Linked DNA regions of Astyanax mexicanus: region 1 is linked to region 2. A link is a contact called in public Hi-C data. All regions are on one chromosome and are shown on one strand. Each heading gives the region's core, a stretch centred on a gene start, on an enhancer-like site or on the middle of the called end of the contact. The rest is flanking DNA. Distances are from core to core; before and after follow the strand shown.

Evidence for each region. A called contact is a pair of places that touch in the nucleus more often than the background predicts.
Region 1: a contact with region 2 is called in a Hi-C map of muscle, with 12 times the contacts expected there. The contact joins the promoter of LOC103031649 here to the promoter of haao in region 2. A contact is called at or near these places in 2 of 3 Hi-C or Micro-C datasets (both in muscle).

What each region holds. Positions count from the first base shown.
Region 1 is chr7:20,755,074-20,759,992 of AstMex3_surface, reverse strand. LOC103031649 (mRNA decay activator protein ZFP36L2-B) reads left to right here and starts at 2,052. Exons shown (of 2, transcript XM_007255794.4): 1 at 2,052-2,377; 2 at 2,886-4,919. The coding sequence starts at 2,288. The coding sequence ends at 4,022.
Region 2 is chr7:20,289,418-20,294,502 of AstMex3_surface, reverse strand. It overlaps haao (3-hydroxyanthranilate 3,4-dioxygenase), which reads left to right and starts at 1,599. Exons shown (of 10, transcript XM_007235270.4): 1 at 1,599-1,794; 2 at 1,898-1,976. The coding sequence starts at 1,706. It overlaps LOC111196024 (a long non-coding RNA gene), which reads right to left and starts at 965. Exons shown (of 3, transcript XR_002651970.2): 1 at 862-965.

The DNA.
Region 1 (4,919 bases), core at 803-3,302, 470 kb before region 2:
AGATGGCAGGGTCGCCTTCAGGCCTGCAGTTGTAATGTTCATTACTGTAAAGTGATGTAATGTTTTGGAACGGCCCAGCAGAGCCGACCCCCTTTCCACCCAGCGGCGGGGCGGTGTGTGTGGGGGTAAAACAAAGTCACTGTCAGTGTTTGACACTCTTGAATTTGTGCACAGCGCAGCCACAGGCGTGTGTGTGTGTGTGTGTGTTACTGAGGTCCACTTTGATGCTTTAATGAGAGATGGAGAATGCAGCTAGCAGATGGGAGCCAGACAGAAAGGGTATATAAATATATGCTCAGTACCTGTTTTGAACGTTAGATGGTGCCCAAGACGTACTTTATGTCTTTCTGATTAAAAGAACCCTTTAAGACCCATAGAGGGCGGTATTGGATCGGTTTAGTGACTAAGGGGGTGAGGCATGAGGCATTCCTTCACATGGTCCTCATTTTTGGGCTGCTGCTGAAGCAGTAGTGCTCATTATGAGGAGCACTGCTCAGTGAGTGCAGAGCTCAGATATGACCAGAGGTTTTGAAGGTTTAGAATATATTTCCTGCACTTCTATAGCTAAACCACTCCAGCCTAAAACTAGGTGACGGTCATGTTATATAGGCTGCCAAGTAAAGAAAACTACAGTTAATCATTCTCAGCAGTGGATAGGCTACTTTAGTTTATTACTACAGACTTTGATCGTTTTACAGATATCGAAAGTGCTGGGTGTTGATTAACCACAAAGGAAGCATTCAAAACTGGGTTACTGTAACGTACCACGGCACACTGTTAACTGCCTGTTGCTTTATCTATCTGGATTTATCTATCTGTTTATCTATTTAGCTTTTTATCTGTCTGCGGGCTCTGATAGGGTTTCAGCATTACCCTCAGAAGTGAAGAACCTGTGTACTAAAGCAACCAGAGCACGTTTTAGACATGCAGTCTCCTCCCCCACTAGCACTCCTCAGTGCTTTCAAAACTGCTAGCTAATAGTAATGGTAATAGCTGGCTAATATTTGTTTCCCTCTGCTACAAAGAGAAATTTAAAATATGTACAACAATGACTGTGTCGACATTGTGCAGCAGTACATAACTTCAACTTCATGTGAGCAGATATTTGTTTTATCTGAAACACAATCAAACCAAGTGAAATAAAGCAATAACCACTTACATAAATGAATAAATGATATACAATATGTGGGACAAACAAAATTAGGCCATAAAATGCCATAAATTAGGTCATAAGTACGGCAATAATTATGTTATCAACTTTTCGTAGCTACAATCTACTGACTTGGTCCCAATATAAATATATTTTTTTTTGCTGACTTTGTTATTGCATATTGTTTTACCTAGCAAGGAGACAACATTAGTGTCAGTGAGCTAATATGTCAACTTTTAAAAAATAGTGGTTATGAAAGTGTTTTTGTTTGATATATTCCAGTTTGATTCTGTATTTTTTTCATTATTGATAATATTATTTTGCTCTTTAGAAGTGTGTAATTTCATTTGTTATTGTGTTACTATTATCAGTGGTACGAAATGGTCTTAAAAGAACATTACTATATAATTTATTGTAATTATTTTTAGGACAATGTCATTCATTGGGGTAAATTTCATTTTAAGTGCTGCCAAACTGGTGAAGAGTATTAGGACTTTCCAGTAAAATGACTAAATGGTAAAATTACCTTACACTTTGTTTTAAAGTTTTTTTTTTCAATAACTCTTCTGTGCTTAATTCTTAAATTCTTAATTCTTAAAGCACAGAAAAACACTCTTTTAAAAACTGTGTGCGCAGTGAATATGTATATATGTGAATATGAAGACTGAGCGTGTATAAACTGTAGGAGTTTTGTGGAGTTTGGGTCTCCTCGTGTTGTCCAGCTCCTCTCACTCCTCCACCAGAAAGTTATAGACTGTGGAGTCACAGCGAAGTTAAACTGCTGGGCGGGGCTTTTAAGTAGAGCTGACCAATCAGCGGCGGCGCTCGACTTGGTCCAAAAGTGAGTGGTCGCGCGGCTCCGGCTGCGGTCCCGCCCCCTCGGGCCGCTCTGCTCTCGGTATATGTTGGAGGGGAGCGCGCGGCGGACTGTTCTGACTCGGCAGAGAGAGACGGAGGGAGACGAACAGCAACTCGAAACACAACTAACTCACAGCTCCGCTCTAGTGGCAGACCCGGACATCTGGAATTACTTTTACAAACTCCGTCTCTCGGACTCCTCTCCCAAACTAGCAGTCGTGGCAAACGAAGCCCAGAAGTAAACACCAGCTGCGCTCCGGGATCCTGGTTGGTTCTCCAATGAAAGATCTACTGCAGCTCGTCAGCTCAGAAGCAGCAATGTCGACCTCCATCCTGACCGCCATCTACGACATCGACATGCTCTACAAGGTAGTTGGTTATCTAGCAAAAAAAAGTGACTTTTGTTAGGTGCAGGGGAAGTTTGTACGCAGCAGTTAAGCTTTCATTCTACTTTTCCTGTTGTGTGAAAGTGGCACTTAGCTAGCAGTAGCCTGCTCTGCACAAACTGCCCTGCACAACTTTGTGTTTTTTTTCTGCTTTAACACTCACTTTAACTCCTTTAACTCCAGTATTGAGCTGGTGATACGCTGATTAGTTGGATCATGTGTGTTGGGGCAGAGAAAACACGCAGAAAAAGTGTGCAAGGCAGTGGGTCTCCAGGACCAGGGTTTTGAAAAACTCGACCAGTAGTGCACTAAACTAAACTTCAGCTCAAACTTTTGCTGCAGGCTAAAGCTAGCTAGCATGCACTTTTCCTCCTGTAGTTCGCTAGGCTATCTAGTTAGTTAACTAACTCCTGTCCTGTTAGGAACTTTGTGTTTTCAGCTCCAGCTTTATGTAACTAAGTGAGCTAACTTTCTTCCCTGTTTCTCCACAGCCTGAGAAAAACTTTAACATGAACGCCCTCCACTTCAACAACCTTCTGGACAAGAAGGCGGTGGGCGCCCCTCTGTCCAGCCCGGCCAGCGCCACCAGCTGTCCTATCGCTCCGGGATTTTTCCGCCGCAACTCGGCTGGCAGCACGGATTTGCAGCCGAGCAACGGCAACAAGTACACGTACAAGGACAGCAGCAGCACCACCGCCATGCTGAACAAGGAGAACAGCTGCAGCAGGTACCGCGAGCGCGCCTTCAGCGAGGGCGGGGAGCGCACGCAGGCGCAGCCGCAGCAAGCGCAGCAGAAGGCGGCCTCGCAGATCAACTCCACCCGCTACAAGACGGAGCTCTGCCGGCCCTTCGAGGAAAACGGCGCCTGCAAGTACGGCGAGAAGTGCCAGTTCGCGCACGGTTACCACGAGCTGCGCAGCCTCTCTCGACACCCCAAGTACAAGACGGAGCCGTGCCGCACCTTCCACACCATCGGCTTCTGCCCTTACGGCCCGCGCTGCCACTTCATCCACAACGCGGACGAGCGCCGGCCGGCCCCGGCCAGCCACAGCCACTCGTCCAACGGGGCCGAGCCCAAGTGCTCCAGCGGCGGCTACGTGCCCCGAGATGCGCCCCCTGTCGGCGGTCCGGCTTATCGCGACAGACCCAAGCTCCACCACAGTCTCAGCTTCGCCGGCTTCTCCACGCAGCACGGCCTGGACTCGCCGCTGCTGGACACCAGCCCCACGTCCCGCACGCCCCCGCCCCCTTCCTCCGGCTTCTACGAGGACGCGCTGGCGCCCAGCCCCTTCTCCTTCCCCGCCGGCCAAGACCTGAAAGCGCTGCTGGCCCCTCTAGCTGTGCAGACGGCCGGCGGCTACGCCACCTCGTACTACGGCAGCTTCCAGACCCCGGTGGGTCCCCCCTCGCCCCCTTACAACCTGAGCCACCTGCAGGCGCTGCAGCGCCTCTCGGAGTCGCCGGTCTTCGACTCCCCGCCCAGCCCGCCGGACTCCATCTCCGACCGCGACAGCTTCGCCAGCGGCTCGCTCAGCTCCTCCGGCAGCCTCAGCGGCTCCGAGTCGCCCAGCCTGGACGGCGGGCGGCGTTTGCCAATCTTCAGCAGGCTGTCGATTTCTGATGATTAGAGGTCTGAGCTGATCTGAGATCTGAGATGAGGACGCGTGTGTTTGGATTTTCCTGTTTCCAGGACTGGAGGAGCTGAGATGATTCCAGACTGTTAGTTAGCTGAGATAAGCTAAATTATAAAAGCAGCAGCAGAGTCTCATTCACGACGACCTGTGAGAGTTTTACAGACTTCAACATCCAGGGAGATGGATTGTCTGTCACACCATGGCATTAGTTTTGTTTCTTTCCTTCTCTATCTCTCCTTTCTGCTTTTGAACTGATAGCTATGAAAGTAGCTCGATATCAACAGAAGGCATTCCAGCAGCGTGTGCTCCAGCAGACCCTCACTTTCCGCGCACACGCTTCTCTTTCTTTCTGCACAGAGACTGACCTTTTCTTCAGTATGAGAGACAGAGCGGTTTCAGATTTTCCTCCATCCTACCAAGAATATGCCTTGACGAGTTCCAGTTTGCAAAGTAGCCTAAATATCTCAGTGTATGCGCTTCTGAAAGCTCAAACACACACAAAACAAAACAGAGCGACTTCCATTCCAAAAGTATGATGATGATGATGATGAACCATATGGTATGCAGCAGCAGCAGTTTCACAGCAGCGCCACACGGTGGTCGGCTCGGTTAGTGTAGTGTGCTGCTTAGTTGAAGCACTCTTGTTGGGTTTGTTGGGAAATCACTGCTGATGGTTGAATATATATATATTTTTTAGCTGTTTTTGAGTGATTTACATAGCAGTACGTAACTGGCTATGACCTATTTAACTTATTTATTATCTTTGTGAAAAAAAGTATAGGCTACATTTTTGGTCATTTGTGTCCATACTGTATTTATCAAGTATGTTGAAGCAATAGATCTATATTCTTTTATTATGTTTAAATTATGATCGCCATTATTAATCTACAT
Region 2 (5,085 bases), core at 350-2,849:
ACATATAACGAGCTAACAATCTCCCTGAAACGCGTTTATTTGGATGAGTAACGTTAAAGCGTTTCCCTAATTTAAATTAGGCTTACATTTAACGTTACAATGCTTTAATATGAAGTGGTCATAAATAGAAGGTAAATTAGCTTGCTAACTAGCTAGCTTATCTTAATAATTTATATTTAGAGCTCCCCAATTTCTTAGTGTTTTATTATTTATTCACGAAATAAATAAAAGGAGTTTTGTTATACGCTAGCTACCAAGTTAACCCTAACTAACCTAGGTTAGCTTAACTAAGCTATCATTTTATTACACGTGTTTTGGCACATTCCTCATTTTACCGAGTCCCCAATAATATGGGCCACCATTAACTAGCTAGTCAATCCAGTTTAATTGGCTAACTAGCTAAAAGTTAGTTGGTCTGATGCTCGCTGATTACATTAAATTGGCCTCGACACACAGTTAACGAACTAACTAACTAGCTAACGTTACTGACTGATTCTAATTAATCTCAAGTATGATAAAGGACTGACAGCTGTTAGCTATACAACAAATCCTACTCCCTTATGTAGTTAGTGCTGACAGCAGGCTCTATCCTTATCTCACATTATTGATATTGAACTAATAAATCCTGAACCCTTCATCGTAATAAAGTCCTTTCGTCTTATATAATTCATTAAAGTTAGCTAGCTAAGTCAAGTATAACTATGTACTCACTGGGATTTTAAACTTAAACATGAACTTGAAGCTAAAAAACGTATTTATCATTGACAGCTGACTGACTATTCAGGCTATACAATGTTAAACCATATAAAATCACACATTCAAGGGAAATTTAATTAGCAAACACGAGCATTTTAGTTAAACCTTTTCGGGTACTTTAGGTCGCTGAACTCCGAAAGTAAAGTCTGGGCTCATAGTCCATTTCTGCACCTCTCGCTATCCTGGCTCCAGACTGCAGCACCCCGCCCCTTTTCCCGCCGGAGTCCAAAACAAAATTCTGTCAAAATAAAAGTTCATCCTTAAAAACATAGATTTCTTTTTTCATTGAATATCCTAAACTAGTTTAAGAAAATATAATAGAAAACAATAAAAACGGCTAAATTCATGGATTGATGTAAATAATAAAATAAATTATACACACACAAACACTGGCACCAGGTTTAATATTAGGTATAATTATTTCACCATTGAAATTGCAATTATTGCACTGTATTGTACTGTATTAATGTCATGAATGTTTATAAAAATGTCAGCTGAAAACTGTATTCCAAGTAAATTAAGTTTGTATAATTTGACTCCTTAATAAAAATGCATACAATAAAACAGTGTTGCTCAATAATTTCATTTGCCAACATTTTTATTAATTGATATATTATTTATTACACAAAAATAGAGAACTTTCAATATTTTAAACATTACTTTGGAAAAAAAACTGAAGGCATAGTGAGATGTGCCACTTTACCGAGTGTTAACTAGCGTTACCTGTCCTCCTCCTTCTGTATTTTTTGTTCGAATTTGGTATATTTCAGAATGGCTTTTATTTTGACAGGAAAGTTACAAAACTTTCCAGCAACTGTTCCGCGTTTCAAGAAACTGCAGCTGCAGAAAGCAACTTCAGACCAGCAGCAGTCAGACAGAGACACACACACACACACACATACATTAAACTAAACTAACTTACTGTGGTTCGAAGCCGTCATCCAGAAAAATGACAAACGAGTCTCTTCATCTTAATGTAGATCAGTGGATTGCGGAGAATGAGAAATCCTTTCTACCACCCGTCTGCAACAAATTAATGTAAGTATTACAGACGTGCAGACATTTAACGTTAGTTAAGTACTGTAACGTTATTTACTGAAATCACTTGTACTGAACTGAGGAGGAAAATCATCATTTTCAGGTTCTTCTATCAGCTTAATATAATGTATGTTGGAGGTCCCAACATACGGAAGGATTACCACATAGAGGAGGGTGAAGAGGTGAAGTATAAATGGTAGAAAATTGGGTTTACAGGACAAATTTGGGCTTCAATTCAATGGGTTCTAAAGGCAAATCTGCAGATTTGTTGTAAAGCTTTGTTCTTATCTTTTAATCTTTGCTGATTTTTTTAATGAAATATGTCTTCTTTCTGATATTTCGCATTTAATTGATTGCAACTTTGTCTGTGATTTGTTACTGATTTGATTCTGTGATTCTACTTCTTATTCCAGAGAAGCCTTTTCTATGTGTAAGTGCTTTTTTTAACTAAGTGTGTTTTGCAATTGTGGTGTCTCTAATTAAATTTGGTTTTTGCACTGTAGTAGGGTAGGCCCAGTCCCATTTTTGATTGTAACCCTTCCCCTTGGAACAGAGGTACGTTAAGAATTGGGACAACTCTTCAAGCCCACCAGTACAGACATAGCTAGTTCTAGCAATTCAACAACCTAGCTGCTGTTTAACTAGTTAACTTTAGAACGAGGGTGGTGCAGCAATTAATTATTATTGTTTATTCTTTCATTCCCCTGTGATGGGGAGCTAAAATTAGCTTTTATTAGCTTTTATTTTTCTGTTCCACCTTAAATGCTGCAGCCTCCCTGTGTCTGTTGCACTATTTAAGGTGGAATGTGAAAGTTAGCTTGTTAGCTAGCTACCGAGACAAACTACTACATATTTTCTATGCTTGTTATGAAGAAAATGGCTACAAAACATTGAAACAACACATTAAACTATGGCATAATAGTGGTTATGATGATTTTTAACAAGGAAAATACTCAAATTTGTGGGTTTCATTTTGTCACTTGTGCTATCATCTTGCCAGTGATTCTTTTATCCCTCAGTTTTGAGTGAGCCTCTGAAAAATCTTAGTTTGATGAGCCAAGTAGCCCTAACACACTTAGGGCTAAGTGGTAGGGCCTAAGGGTGAAATAGGATTGGGACTTAGTGTTTTTTTCTTCTTGCTGAATCCTGTTATTTACAGTACGTCACTTTTTATTGTTAATTTATCCCGTCCCGTTCTTATTTAGACTACAGTCTGTCTAATTAAACAAATTACAAATGATTATATCATATCTCCTGCACAAGCATAGCCTTGAAATAGTCTACTCTCTATTGACTGGACAGTTCAGTGATCTGTCCGGGTTAATTATTGCATGCCGAGTCTCAAAGTCAAGTCCAGAGTTTTCTGACTTGACTTTTGAATCTGCCCTTGTTTTTCACATATTAAGTGTCCACACTTAATACACATTCTTTCACTTCTGCTGTTTTCCTCTGCTTCCTCTTTGCTTAGCAGTAGTGTAGGTTTCATTTTAGGGAAGATACACTGCTCTCATATCACCTGACATGTCTTACACTGAGAATATATGCACTGTGTCACTGTATGTCACTGTTAGGAACAGTTTCTTTCCCAACTTCAACATTAGCTTTATATAACCAGCCTCAACAATAAAAAAACTACAGTATACCACCGTGCACATTTTGAGCTACAGAAAACTAGATATACAGTAGCATTCAAAGTTTGGACACACCTCTTTTCTGTGTTTTATTTTATTTTATGTTTTTTTTACGATGTAAATATAATAGTGAAGACATTAAAACTTTATAGTAACATGTGGAATTATTTTGTAAATGGAAAATGTGTTAAACAAACCAGAATATTTTATAATTTAGATTCATTTAAGTAGCCAAATTTAGCTTTAAGAACAGATCTGCACACTGTTGGTATTTTAATCTGTGTCTTCATAAAGAAGAGTCACCAAGAATAGTTTTTTCAGCATCTTGAAGGAGTTTCTGAACAAAAGTTGCTGCTTTTCTTTATGCTGTGTAGCTCCAGTTTATCCCAAATCACCAAATTACCCATCTCAGTTGGCTTTAGATCAGGGGCCCAACATTTTTTTGTCTACTACATAATTCCCACATAATATGTGTCCCTTCATGTTTTTAATATTAATCTATAATGTAGAAAATAATTTAAATAAAGAAATAAAGTAAAACACTGAATCAGAAGTTGTGTCCAAAGTATATTCTCAGTAGTACAGTATATTCTCATGGGGCAAAACAGCTACCTAACTGAGATGGTTTGTGATGTAGAAAACTGAGCCAAATCTGTGTTGAATGATCTAATTTAGGCAACTTGTATAAAAACTGACAGAATTGTTCTGTTTCATAGTTTGTGTCTCAGTGAGCACTCCAGATACCCAAGTGTATGTACCATTGATTAAAAAATAAAAAAAATAAAAATATTAAAATAATAATAATAAAAAAAAGTAAAAAGACACGTATGTGTCTAGAACACCCAGAAACAAATTAATTGTGTGTTGTGTGCACAAACTATCTGTACTGATGAGTTTTCAAACATGGCCCTCTGAAATATTTATCTTATTTAAAGAGAGGAAAATATTGAGAAAATTGACCATTGTTAGAGCAGAGTGTTAACACTTTATATTATAATTATTTTTAAATAATAAATAATAAAAACAATAGAGAGATGAAGTGAGATTAAGCAGAATAACAACAGTTATTGCAGATGTTGCTATGTGAATTAGAATCAGGTTCAGTACATTAGCTGCACAGTATTGGAAACTTTTTAGAGAATATTTCAAAGGAAACTGGTAGTTTTAATTACATTTTGGTAATTTTTTTGTACAAACCTACATGAGGCAATCTGTCTAAAAACAGAAGATTAGTAGGGCTGTGTATTATGACAATGACCAAGGAAAGAATTCAATAAATAATACTGATAAAAGAAAGAGAGAGGAGGTTGGAAAGTTGGAAATTAAAAGGAATACCTTGGCAATTGTCCAGTCTTTATTTTGGCAAAGTCACATCACATACAAATCTCATATTGACACTGACATGCCACATATCATGGCACATGACACTGTGGATTTAAGCCTGCTCAACTTTGTGACTGGCAAAAGATAGAACCTCACACAGATGTGGAATTTCCCAAGTTGACTCCTGATGTAACACTTAATGATCTATTTACATGCTGCTGTTTTTAATGACTTTTGGCATGTCAGTGTATTTTTTTTAACAGATCTCTTCAGGAGATATATGCATGTGAACTTACAGTCAAATGTGCTCACTTGTGCATCATGTCATCAAAATAAA